Regions from separate parts of the Mus musculus genome. Here all the other regions are linked to region 1. The links are chromatin contacts, called in public Hi-C maps. All regions are on one chromosome and are shown on one strand. Each heading gives the region's core, a stretch centred on a gene start, on an enhancer-like site or on the middle of the called end of the contact. The rest is flanking DNA. Distances are from core to core; before and after follow the strand shown.

Evidence for each region. A called contact is a pair of places that touch in the nucleus more often than the background predicts.
Region 2: a Hi-C map of bone marrow-derived macrophages shows a contact between it and region 1, with 14 read pairs. The contact joins two enhancer-like sites. A contact is called at or near these places in 2 of 39 promoter capture datasets (the 3T3-L1 cell line and the C10 cell line), 18 of 484 Hi-C or Micro-C datasets (the 3T3-L1 cell line, the HPC-7 cell line, the N1E-115 cell line and 11 more), 4 of 115 datasets of contacts at active chromatin or transcription factors (bone marrow-derived dendritic cells, embryonic stem cells, heart atrium and 1 more) and 2 of 9 other capture datasets (adipose tissue and liver).
Region 3: a contact with region 1 is called in a Hi-C map of bone marrow-derived macrophages, with 36 read pairs. The contact joins the promoter of Itga8 here to the enhancer-like site in region 1. A contact is called at or near these places in 14 of 39 promoter capture datasets (the 3T3-L1 cell line, the C10 cell line, the HPC-7 cell line and 10 more), 2 of 15 datasets of contacts at CTCF or cohesin (the NIH/3T3 cell line and stem cell-derived epiblast-like cells), 48 of 484 Hi-C or Micro-C datasets (the 4T1 cell line, the CH12 cell line, ECoMG myeloid progenitors and 28 more), 22 of 115 datasets of contacts at active chromatin or transcription factors (VIP interneurons, bone marrow-derived dendritic cells, bone marrow-derived macrophages and 15 more) and 4 of 9 other capture datasets (adipose tissue, embryonic stem cells, liver and 1 more).

Annotation. Positions count from the first base shown.
Region 1 is chr2:12,032,012-12,035,690 of GRCm38.p6, forward strand. No RefSeq gene overlaps it. Among named protein-coding and RNA genes, the nearest start is that of Gm34768, 130 kb to the left of the region's middle. Within about 2 kb of position 1,765, at least 31 of the 459 cell types and tissues checked have an H3K27ac peak or open chromatin away from gene starts, as enhancers often do. A contact at or near this core is called in the CH12 cell line, adipose tissue, bone marrow-derived macrophages and 5 more, where this site is marked.
Region 2 is chr2:12,381,112-12,384,790 of GRCm38.p6, forward strand. Mindy3 (MINDY lysine 48 deubiquitinase 3) reads right to left here. Exons shown (of 15, transcript NM_024185.4): 10 at 992-1,072. Among named protein-coding and RNA genes, the nearest start is that of Mindy3, 37 kb to the right of the region's middle. Within about 2 kb of position 1,735, at least 35 of the 459 cell types and tissues checked have an H3K27ac peak or open chromatin away from gene starts, as enhancers often do. A contact at or near this core is called in bone marrow-derived macrophages and liver, where this site is marked.
Region 3 is chr2:12,300,314-12,303,992 of GRCm38.p6, forward strand. Itga8 (integrin alpha 8) reads right to left here and starts at 1,631. Exons shown (of 30, transcript NM_001001309.3): 1 at 1,264-1,631; 2 at 525-658. The coding sequence starts at 1,469. It overlaps E030013I19Rik (RIKEN cDNA E030013I19 gene), which reads left to right and starts at 933. Exons shown (of 2, transcript NR_040353.1): 1 at 933-1,276.

The sequences.
Region 1 (3,679 bases), core at 515-3,014:
ACACACACACACACACACGCGCGCGCGCGCGCGTGTGTATGTGTGTGTGTGTGTGTGTGTATACTCATATATATACTCATACCTAGGTGAGTATATGCATAATTAAAGATAAAATGAATCTTAAAATCCTATTATAAACATCCCTGTCATTATATGTAAGCTTTTGTTTATAGGGTCTTTTCTCTGCATCAGGCTGGAGTCACTGAAAGGTGCCTCTTTGAGCCATGACTTGTGTTAAGGAGCAGTATATAGGATCCTTGCTGTGTGTTCCCAGGATACTTGCTGTGTGTTCACAGGCTGCTTCCAGAGAACCAAAGGAGGGAATGCAGGAAATTACACTTTGAACAGAAAGGTAGCTTTCAGATGTTTGTGAGGAATTAGTCACCACTCTCACATATCCTGAGACTGAAGCCACCACAGTTTCATGTCAGCCCTGGAATTTTAGTTAATTTTTTTCATTGTTAAAATACTTTGCAGAAGCAACTCATGGGCAGAATTTATTTTTTCCCTCATAGCCCATAATGGCAAAGAAGACATAGTGAAGTTCAGGGTGATGGAGTTTATACAGAGATTCCTCATGTCTTGATGAATCAGCGAGTGGACAGTGGAAAACACTGGACTCATTGGCCTTTCTCTATTTTGCCTCTTTTATTTTAGGTCCCCAGCCCAAGTGACACAGTCAGTGTGTGGCTCTGGTCACAGCTGCCTGAAATGTGAAGTCGAGTACTAAAGGGGTCAGTGAGAGATCTCAAGGGGTGTGGCTCACTAGCATCTGCCCCCAAGGACAAGTGAGTTATGTAGCACAGAGTGCAAATGTACTTAAGATAGCCCAAAGTGAGTGAGATTCTTTCAGCGGTAGGGTGTTGTAGGTTGCTGGGGCAGGAACTGACAGGTGTTTCTAGATTTCTTCAGACTCTAGTGAGAATCACTCATGACATCATCACAGGTGAAGTGAAGGAATGTGGTGATATGCAACTCTAGTAACAGGGACATGGTTTCTATACTCTAGAGCCTGAAGTCAAGAAGTCCTAAGGAACACTTAATTCAGCTTAATGTTAGATCACTTCAGAGCTAGGGAGATGGCTCAGAACCCTCAGAATCTATGTTAACAACAAACAGAAAAGCCATGAGCAGTAGCGTGTGCCTCGGGTTCAGTCTTGGAACTCAGCAGAGAGAAGATAGTAGGTACCCCGGAAGTCATGTGTTAGTCAGTCAAGCCAACCCAGTGAGCTATGGGTTGATGAGTATTGATCGAAGAAGACAACATTGACATCTAGCCACTACAAATACATACATGTGCATATGACACGTGTACACATACACAAGCACATACACACACACACTGATTGTGGGGTTAGTGAGTATGGTGTGGGAAAGCACAGTTGACAGAGGTTGTAACATCAAGTTAACATCATGGACTACCTAGGGCTCCCTTAAAACAAAGTCAGCATGATAGATTCAGAGACAGAACGATTCCCATCCAGCTTGCAGAACAAGACACAGTGACTTAGCGGCCCAGAAGAAACAAGGATTTCCTGCTAAGCCAGGACTCTGAGCCAAAGCTGACCACCCACTGTCATCTGCTGTCTTGGGAGAGAGAACAAGCCCTTTGCCTCCACCCCTCGAAGCAGCGGCACTGACCCCCTAGCTTCAGAGCTTCTGTCTGGAGTCTTCCTGATGGATGCTTGGGGAGGAAGCAGCGCCCTCAACTTTGAATGTGGTTAATAGCGTTCTCATGACTTTTGAAATGCTTGAGGTCTGCTCCGTCACCTCTTCTGATTAGGGCTGGACATTTGGAGTCTGCATGGCTGGCTTCCTGCACACCAGGCAGGGAGGCTGAGCTACTGTCAGCAATTCCAGGAGGTCAGTGGGTCTCTGTTCTCCTCATTGTCTTCCTGTCCCCCGAAGCAGCGTTTTGAATAAACAGCTCTTTCCTCTCAAAATCCAAGGCATAAAAAAGCCTGCTGATTCCCCCCTTGCTGCTGTACTAGTTTCATTTCCTGTTTTCTAGTGGGGCATTCCCTCTGAGTCCTTTTGGGGTGCACCATCGTGACTAGCAGGAATGGGTCAAACATACCCCAGCTTTAATCCTCTTCCATTTTGGGGAACGGTCTTAGTTACAGGAATCTGTTCTTGGAAAGATGCTATTATTTTTTAAAGGGCTTTTTCCTTGTAACAATCAAGATTTAAAACATTCCACCAAGAAATCTTTCCATTCTTGGTCATGCTTGATATCATGCGTCACTTGGAATTGGATGAAGATAATTAAAACAAGCAGCAGACTCAAATACATGCAGAAATATCAAGACTGCTCAGAGCCGGGGCCGGCAGAGAAAGCTGGCGTCTCTCATCAGCCATGCCTCTGTTCTGTTTCCCCGTTATTATTGGCTCCATCAATGGCCCCATACGTCTGCACCAGCAGCAGACATGCGTGCACTACTCAACTACGCGACTGCTAACTATACACAGTTCCCCAGATTTTTTGATGATGGCTTCTTTAGGACAAACAAACATAAAATGCTTGGAGTTTTAAAAAAAAGGTTCTTAAAATGTAAATAACATGTTGAATACCAGTCTGACTGCCGCATGATTAAAAATCATTCAATTTTCTTGTTTATCCCAAGTTCATCTCTTGGAAACCACGGAACCTGGTGACTCCGAAGCTATGCGCTTACTTAGCTTCCTCTCTGGGAGGCATCTATTTGACTTTTTTTTTTTTTTTCCTGTATGACTATATCCAGAGATGGGAAAATTCGGCATTGTTTACCCTTTGGTCCTTTTATTTCATTTATTGAGCTAAATGGTAGTAATTCCATTTTCTTGAGGCTAAATTCAGTCTCTCTTCTGATTCGCTGCTTGCATGAGTCTTTTCCTTACTCATGTGAGGGCTTCCTAGCAGTCTCCCCGTTTTCATTCTTGTTCCTCCATTGCTCAGTTTCCATGTAACAGCATGTGAACGTTTAAAGTAAAGGAGAACTATTGTAAGAGGAGGTTTGGAGTATTCGACTTTGTAAAACTTCCCCATGACTCCATGTATGATTTGCCACGCTTTTCAAGGCCCCTGGTTTTTCCTCTGGCCTTACACTTACAACCACCACCTTCTGAAATTCAACAATATATTGCCCTTCTAAACCATCACCAAAATACAGGTTTAAAACAATTTCGTGATCATGGGGTGGGAGAGATAGATGGCTCATTGGTTAAGAGTGACTTGCTCACTGGACTGGAAGTCAAATCCCAACATCTACCATGGGCAGTTCCCAAATGCCTGGAACCTATAGCTCCAGGGACCCTTAGACTTCTTCTGGTTTCCCCAGACCCCCACCCACATAGTTCTGTGTACCCTCACCCAGAGGCACATACAGACACATGTGCACTCATGCATAGTAGACATTTAAAGAAAACATTTTTATAGTCTCAAAACCATTATAATACTGTTTTTAGTCAATGTCTATTCTGAATCCACATACTAAGCAAGCACTAATTTTTGTTTGTAAATGTTTCCTTTCTATACCTCTTATAAATACAGTAATGTAAATATGCACTCCACAGTATTTAACTTCTCTTATTAAACATCAGTTCTGTTTTCATTCATTCATGTTTCAGTATTTATTAACATTTCATTCCTTTTAATTGATGGAAAATATCTCATGGTACAGATACACTAGATACTTTTTAA
Region 2 (3,679 bases), core at 485-2,984, 350 kb after region 1:
AAATTTAAACTGATTATCTTTTCTAGAAATATATAGTGAAATATTTGTTCGGAATTATATGTTTCCTGCTTCTGAGTTTGATTTTATCCTCCCTAATTTGAAAGGGAAATGAACAACAACGCTCATGTATCATGGTGGCCTGTACTTTTATACAGTTTCCAGGTTAAGGAAAAGTAACATGTACCTTACTCTGTAGCTGTAAGCTGGACGCTGGCTAACACAATAAAAGCAGGAAGAAAATAAAATAAAAATGAGGTTACCAGTTCAGTGAAAGTGATAGAATTCTTAGAGACGGGACCTTACCCTGGGAAACGCGTACTCCCAGAGTCTCTTGGAGTAAGGAACCTCAAGGACACACTTTTACATTGCCCGCATCAGTCCACGCTCTGACACTTTGTTCTTAACAGCATCAGAGACATTGGAAAACTTTTCATAGAGTAATGAGCACTTGTCTTGTGCTAGACACCACTAAATATCTTAGATTTAAGGCTGACAGCACTTCTAAGACCTAGGTACTGTTAAAAAGCCCTACTGTAAACACAGAGGAAAAGAGCCCAAGAGATGTTGCAAAGAAACTAGGGTTTAAATGAAGGTGTTTGATGCCAAAGCTTTTACCACCCCACTGTGGAAAATATTACGTCTTGTTAAAAAGAAAGATTTAGAAACCATTTTATGTAAGAATCTAAAATAAAACTAAAATGGTTTCTTCCACATCTCAGCAACTTCTAAACAAAATCAAAAGCCAGAGCTCTTGAGTCAGCAGAGATAAAGACATGTAATGGAGTCAGGAAGGACTTCACTGAGGTGACTCCAACCCCAGAGCAAAGCAACAGTGTTTTCTGTAGTGTGAACTGATAAGATTTCTGGGAAACATTCCATTTATTACTGGCTGGATTTTCATCTGCACAAAGATCAAACTAAATATGGACTCACAATATTACTTGTTTGGCTAATATCATTGTGGAAAAAAAAAAGTCCCCTATAAGCATACCTTGGCAAAAAATACGGTGAGGTGAGTTTCGCTGCCAACAATCCAAATAGGGAATTTTGGAGATTTCAAGTAAGAACCAACCTAGAATAAATTCAGCAAAGTAAAACAAATAAATGAAAGATTTTATGCTGTCCCTTAAATATTTGTGCAGAAATATGTGAAACATAACAGGCGTTCATTAACACTTCTTACCACAGAGGTTAGATGGTAAGTGCAGACAGGACCTGTGTCTAAGCTTATACTGCATCTTTAAACCAGACACTGCAATGCAGATCTTACATACACATGTGTCACAGCTGGAAATGAGGACTTTAGATCAAGAAATCCTATATAAGATTGTGCCACAAAGCTTCTAAGCACTTCATTTGTGACTGAGAAAAAGTTTAATTTTGAGCACATAAGACAGATTTACACAGCCTATCATGTTTACACCAACTGACTCTACACTTCCATGAGGACACTTCCTTTGAAAACAATGAATCTTCGCAATCTCCTTTGCTTTTCCTCCTCAGACTGGGAAACTGTAAGAAATGACCTACAGCACTCAGGGCACATTATCCTTTTCTATTTAGCCAGCAGCCCCTATTTTAGCAGCACAACAGCCCTTGGGAATTTACTCTCACCATGAGGTGGAAAACAGGAACTCTTGTATTCATGGCAGAAAACTTAGTTCCCTTGCCCTATGAAAGCAGGGATGAGTCAGCTGCGCTAACATGCAACAGAATGCCCACCAAATAGGAAGGCTCCTTTGAGGGCAGTGGAGAGGAAATGAGTGAGGAAAGGGCAGCTGCTCAGTTAGTCGATGTGGCTGTGGAGCTGAGCAACAAGAGACCTCGCTTGAGAGAGTACAGAGAGGTGCATGGTGGCAGGCAGGGCCTGGCTGAACTTAAGCACCAACTGCAGAGCTAGAATCACAAACAGTTGCCCGGGCACCTAGACTGAGTCACAGACTGGACATTCTAGCTGCTGCTTAATTTCTCTTAGAAAAGGCAAGTGTGCTTCACTTAAGGTAGAGGTTTAAAAGGGGGGTGTAAAATGTTATAGTTGAAACCGCTGAACTAATGGTGCATTTGATCATAAAATCAGTCACCACAGTACACAACATTGTCCTTATTTTGGAAATCAAAGTGCTCTAATAGCTGAATAGAATTACCGTGTGGCCAGGCAATTTAATCCTGAGTACACCATAATGTAAAAACATATGGCTATAAAAATAATATGTGGACAAATGTTCACAGTAGCAGTATTTATAACAGCTAAAATTGGAAATTATCACTCTGAAGTCTTAAATATGAATCATGAAGATATTTCCATAATGAAGGGAGGTAGGTGTGGCCGTAAAGGGAAAAGGAGAGGCTGATGCATAGTTCTGAATTATGTTCAAAGGGTTAGATGGCTAAGTATTAAAAACACCCAAATTAAGTTCTTAGCAATCAGAACAATTGCTTCTGCAAATCATGTTAGACTAGGCTAATCTGTTCTTCTTCCTGAGACTACTAAGGTAAATAATTAATGATAAAGCCTCCTTATAAAGGCAGAGAGAGAGAGAGAGAGAGAGAGAGAGAGAGAGAATGAATAGAGAAGACTCTAGCTACTCTATTCTTCAGGACAAATTACATTTAAAGTTTTACAATAGGAACAGGATTTTGTTTTTTTTTTAATGTATAGTTTGAAACATCTATGAGTTAATGGGTGGAAACAGATTGATACACTATAAAACAAGAGTGGTCTCAACATAGAAAGAAAGAAATTACTAATACACAGGTGAAGGAACCCACAGAGCCAGAAAGTTGAACTGTGATTTCTGGTGTGAGGAAGAAGGAGTGGCTGCCCGGTTAGACCTACTCTTGGGGGAGTGGGGTGTGTGTATGTGAGGAAAACCTTCCAGAACTAGGTAAGGACGATGGTTGCACAGCTTTACAAATATAGCAACATCCACAGAACCATATACATCCAAAATGGTGATCTTTATGAGATATAAGTTATGCTTTCTTATTTTTAAACACACCGCTAAAAGCATCATTCTTTATTGGTGTGTGCATGTGTGTGTAGAAAGGTTATAAATAGGTATTGCTTCATTTATGTACCTAAATATATATGCTGAAAATAAATTAAATGATAGTGTCATTATTAGAAAGCAATCTGTTCCACTCTCAGAGAATGGAGAAATGTTTAGATTTATAACATTTATTCAAACATAATTCATTCCCTTTGTGCCATTCCCCTAATTATCTGGTGAAACGTAAGTAAATACGTGTTGGCTGAGAACTTGCATACTGCTGAGGTTACCTATAGCATTTTAGACACCGACTATTGGGTTTGATGTCCAGGTTATAAACTAGTCAGTCTCCTTTAAGGATAGCTGATAAAACTGATACCAATTCATTCTCTTCATGCTCCTCATACTCCAGATCAGTCTATTTGCCCATATGTCAGGTACCAGACATGGTTACAGTCTTATGGCACAGAGCCCACTGGAATTATTCAAATCAGCACATCATGACAGCCTAGGGAACCAAGCTAGTTCCACCCCTCTTGCCATGTAGAATCTGTGCCTGCAGCTCCAATTTGCTGGTACCCAGTTCCCAAGTGAAAGCCATTGGTGGTTTGATTGTCAGCTCTCTTTATCTCTCATTTATAAGCAACCTTGCATCAGAGCATTAGAATAATCCTGTAAAAGTCTAATAC
Region 3 (3,679 bases), core at 381-2,880, 270 kb after region 1:
TGAATATAATCCATCCACACTCTGCCTGTAGTATTTTGCATCTAATGTCCAGTATTTTGAAAGAAAATTCTTTCTGTAAAGAATTAGAATGTCAAGCACCCCAGGTTGCAGTCTGGATCTACTACAGGGCAAGTCTCACCTCCGGACTTGGGAACTAGAGAATTACAAATACTCCAAGCGAGTCCTTTATCAGTCTCCACCTCTATATTTGAGGACCAACCCGATTCTCTATAGTGTAGGTTATTTTGTAACTCTGGCCGGCCTCGAACTCACAGACACCAGCCTGCCTCTGCCAACCAAGTATTAAGCCTGTGCTCCCCTCCCCTCACAGCTGTGGGTTTCTACTGGTCCCAAGCACCTCCTCCCCTAGTGTTCACCTCTGAACAGTAGGGAAACGGATGTTACCAGATGCATCCAAACACTCAGATTTACATTAGGAGGGGGGGAAAGAACACTAAATTGCCGCGAGGAATGGCTCTGGTTCTTTTCAACCAGGGGCCACACTACAGGTTAGCATCACTTACTGGTGGTGTCAAACGGTATCTGCTTGCACTGTGCAGACCTCTCTGAGGGCCAGGGACAGTAGTAGACAGCTCCCCCTTCTACGATATCCGGCTGGCTAGTGTTGGCTTTGGGTGCCCCCACTAAGACACTGGCTCTGCAAAGAGATTGGAGAAAGTCACTCCTCTGGGAACATTTACCCGTGTGCCCAGTCTGTAGAAGCATGCCCACCGGACTGCGGCAGCAGCGGCAGGCACAAACAGGTTTATTGTGGAAAGACTGCCAAACTTGATTTCCTCTTTGGAAGCCTATGAGCACCAGAAACCTGGTTTTGGAAGAGGCTGCTAATGGTTCTGCCTGTCTAGGTGGAGGTAGGTGGAGACTGTGATGGGGAAGGCAGATCCCAACTGTCTGCAACCTAAGGCGCTATGAGATTCCGTAGGAACAGACTGCGCGGTCCTTATTTTAAAACTGACCTGAGTCTGTCCCGCCCCACTCTCTCCTTTGTATAATGCTCTTGTCTTTGAATCCGAACTTATATACCAGTGGAGCATCTCCAATCCCAGATTCATGGGCACATCTATTTAGCATAAGTCAGGAGGAAAGATGTTGGTAGCAGGCAAAGAGCAGAATCCGACCCGGAGTGGGCAGTTGCCTGAAATATCAGACATCCTTTCCTCCTGGCTGCGGAGACCTCTGAGAGACAGAGACAGGACCTGGAATCGCGCGCCACCAAGCCACCAACCCAACCCAGCAACTTACGTGCGCGCATCAGGTATGTAGAAGTCCAGTGAGTAGCCGAAGTAGCTGCCCTCGGGGCCACTGTACACAGTGAGCTTGTCCACATCCAAGTTGAACGCCAGACACGCAGGGGACCACAGCATCCCCAGCGCGGCCGAGACGCAACAGAGACGCGCGAACGGAGGTGCCCGGTTCCCCGGGGGACCACAGTGGGTTCCCGCAGACATCGCCCTCCTTCCCGAACGCTGTTCACCCGGGATCGGGAGCCGTGGAGCCCAGAGGAGAAGGCCTGACGCTCCCCAGAGGCCGGTGTCCCGGGTCGGTGAGCTAGGAGCGTCCACAGTGACAGTCCTCTCGCCCTGTGCGGCCCGCCGACCCCGCTGCTCTGGGCTTGCAGCAGCGGATCCCGCGCTCGACCCTCTCCAGCCCCTGGCTGGGGCCGGCGCGCTCTTCGCGCCCTCTAGCGGCTAGTTCTCAGGCTGCAGGACGGAGCTTGCGGTCTAGGACCGGGCAAGTGCCTGTTGAGCCCGCTAGATTTCGAGTCTCTAGTTTAAGGACCATCTAAATTTTATGGATGTCACCTCAAGTCATTGTTTTGGAGAAGCGGTGTTCCATATGCGGCGAGAATTTAATGATTTCCCAATATTGCGCAGCTCGGATACAAGCATACAAAAGAGTATACCAACTCCAGAAAAGAGTGGTTATATGGCTGTCACCTCTACCTTTGAGGGTAAATCAGTTTCTTCCTCAGTAAATGGGATTTGATAATGGAATGTAAGAACCCTCTTCCTCTCCTATTCCGCTGACATACTAATACAAAAATCCTGTAGGTTTTCTCAGTCTTTCTCAAGGGCATCTCTGGCACATTGTATGATTTGGTATAAACCTCTATCCTATGAGGTTGTGATGAAGGACTGCAAAGTCAGAAATGCTGCAGTTAACAGTTTTCAAAAGCAGGGCTTGGGAGTGAAAGTTTGAGACAACAGGATCTCTTCCTCACCAGTACTAGTTGTTGATCTTTCGAGGAGCCCGAAGGTGAAGGGAGCAGACTAGAACTGTGTGTATAAATGGTTTTTTATAAATACAAACTTTTCAGGACATAGATTGGTGATAAAAAAAACAACATGACTCTGAGGTCACACAGAATTTAAGTGTAGGCAAAGAAGTGTGGGACATGGTGACACATACCTGAAATCCCAACACTGTTTTGTTTGGGGGCAGGGGCTGTAATAAGAGGATCTTTTGTTGGACAGCCTGGGCTAACCTAACAAGTTCAAGACTAGCCTGAGAAGGCTGTGTTAAATATATATATATATATATATATATATATATATATATATATATATACACACACACACGTGTGTGTGTGTGTGAGAGAGAGACAGAGACAGAGACAGAGACAGAGAGACAGAGAGAGAGACAGAGAAGGGGCAAGCTGTTTCTGGGTAATTTCAGGAAAGTTGGAAACAAATTTAGATGTAGACAAGAATTTGAATAGGAGACTTAGATTTGGACCTCCCGGAAGCAGATGAGGGAAACACTGAAGGCACTAATCTCCTAGCATTAGATGACCATGTACAAGATCGTAGTGAAAAGGAGTATCCAAGGAGTGGTCTGAAATAGGGCTGGATGGATCCTGAGACCAGGGATCCAGGCAAAAGTAGCCAAAGCAGAAATATGATAGGCACCAGAGATTCAAATGTCCAGTGGCAAGTCATCTGAATAAAAAGAAAGCAGGGATGGACAAGGGAATCCCAACCTGGTTGACAAGACAAAAGGAGAAAAGGGCCATGAAAGTTAAGGAAAAGGCTGAGATTGGGGGAGGATGCACAGCAGAAAGGATCTAAGCTGAGTCTTAAGTTACCTACTTAGGAGAAAATAAGTGAAGTGAGTGGATGAATAAGATGCCAACTTACTCATCTAAGAATAATTAGTACCACTTCCTACAACTGGGGGACCCATCAGAAGGTTGATACAATTTGAGTAGACTAGACAAAAATCTCAGCCTACTAGGAAAAAAAAAATGGTTTCTCATCCATTTTCCTTCATAACCCACTCTGTAGAGTAATTTCAATTTTGTGTTTCTACTTGTCCCTATTTAAAAATCAAAACAAGCAGTCTGTCACAAGGCTCCCTGTCAAGCCATCACATCATCATTTCCTAATTACATTGCCCAATACGAGGCATAAGAGCTTACAAGTAGGTGGTAGACCAGTTGACTGGTTTTCCTTCTCTATCCTAAAGTCAATTTGTGCTGGACACAGAGTTTGCCACTTTGATTAAGATATTGCTAAGAATAAAAGTCAAACTCCCCACATGAGCTTGAATGAGTAATTCACACACAATACACACATGGGACGCCTCAGAGCTGTCACCGAGGCTGGGGATTAACTACAACATGGGAATGTCCTGACACCAGTGTACTGTAATTTTGAAA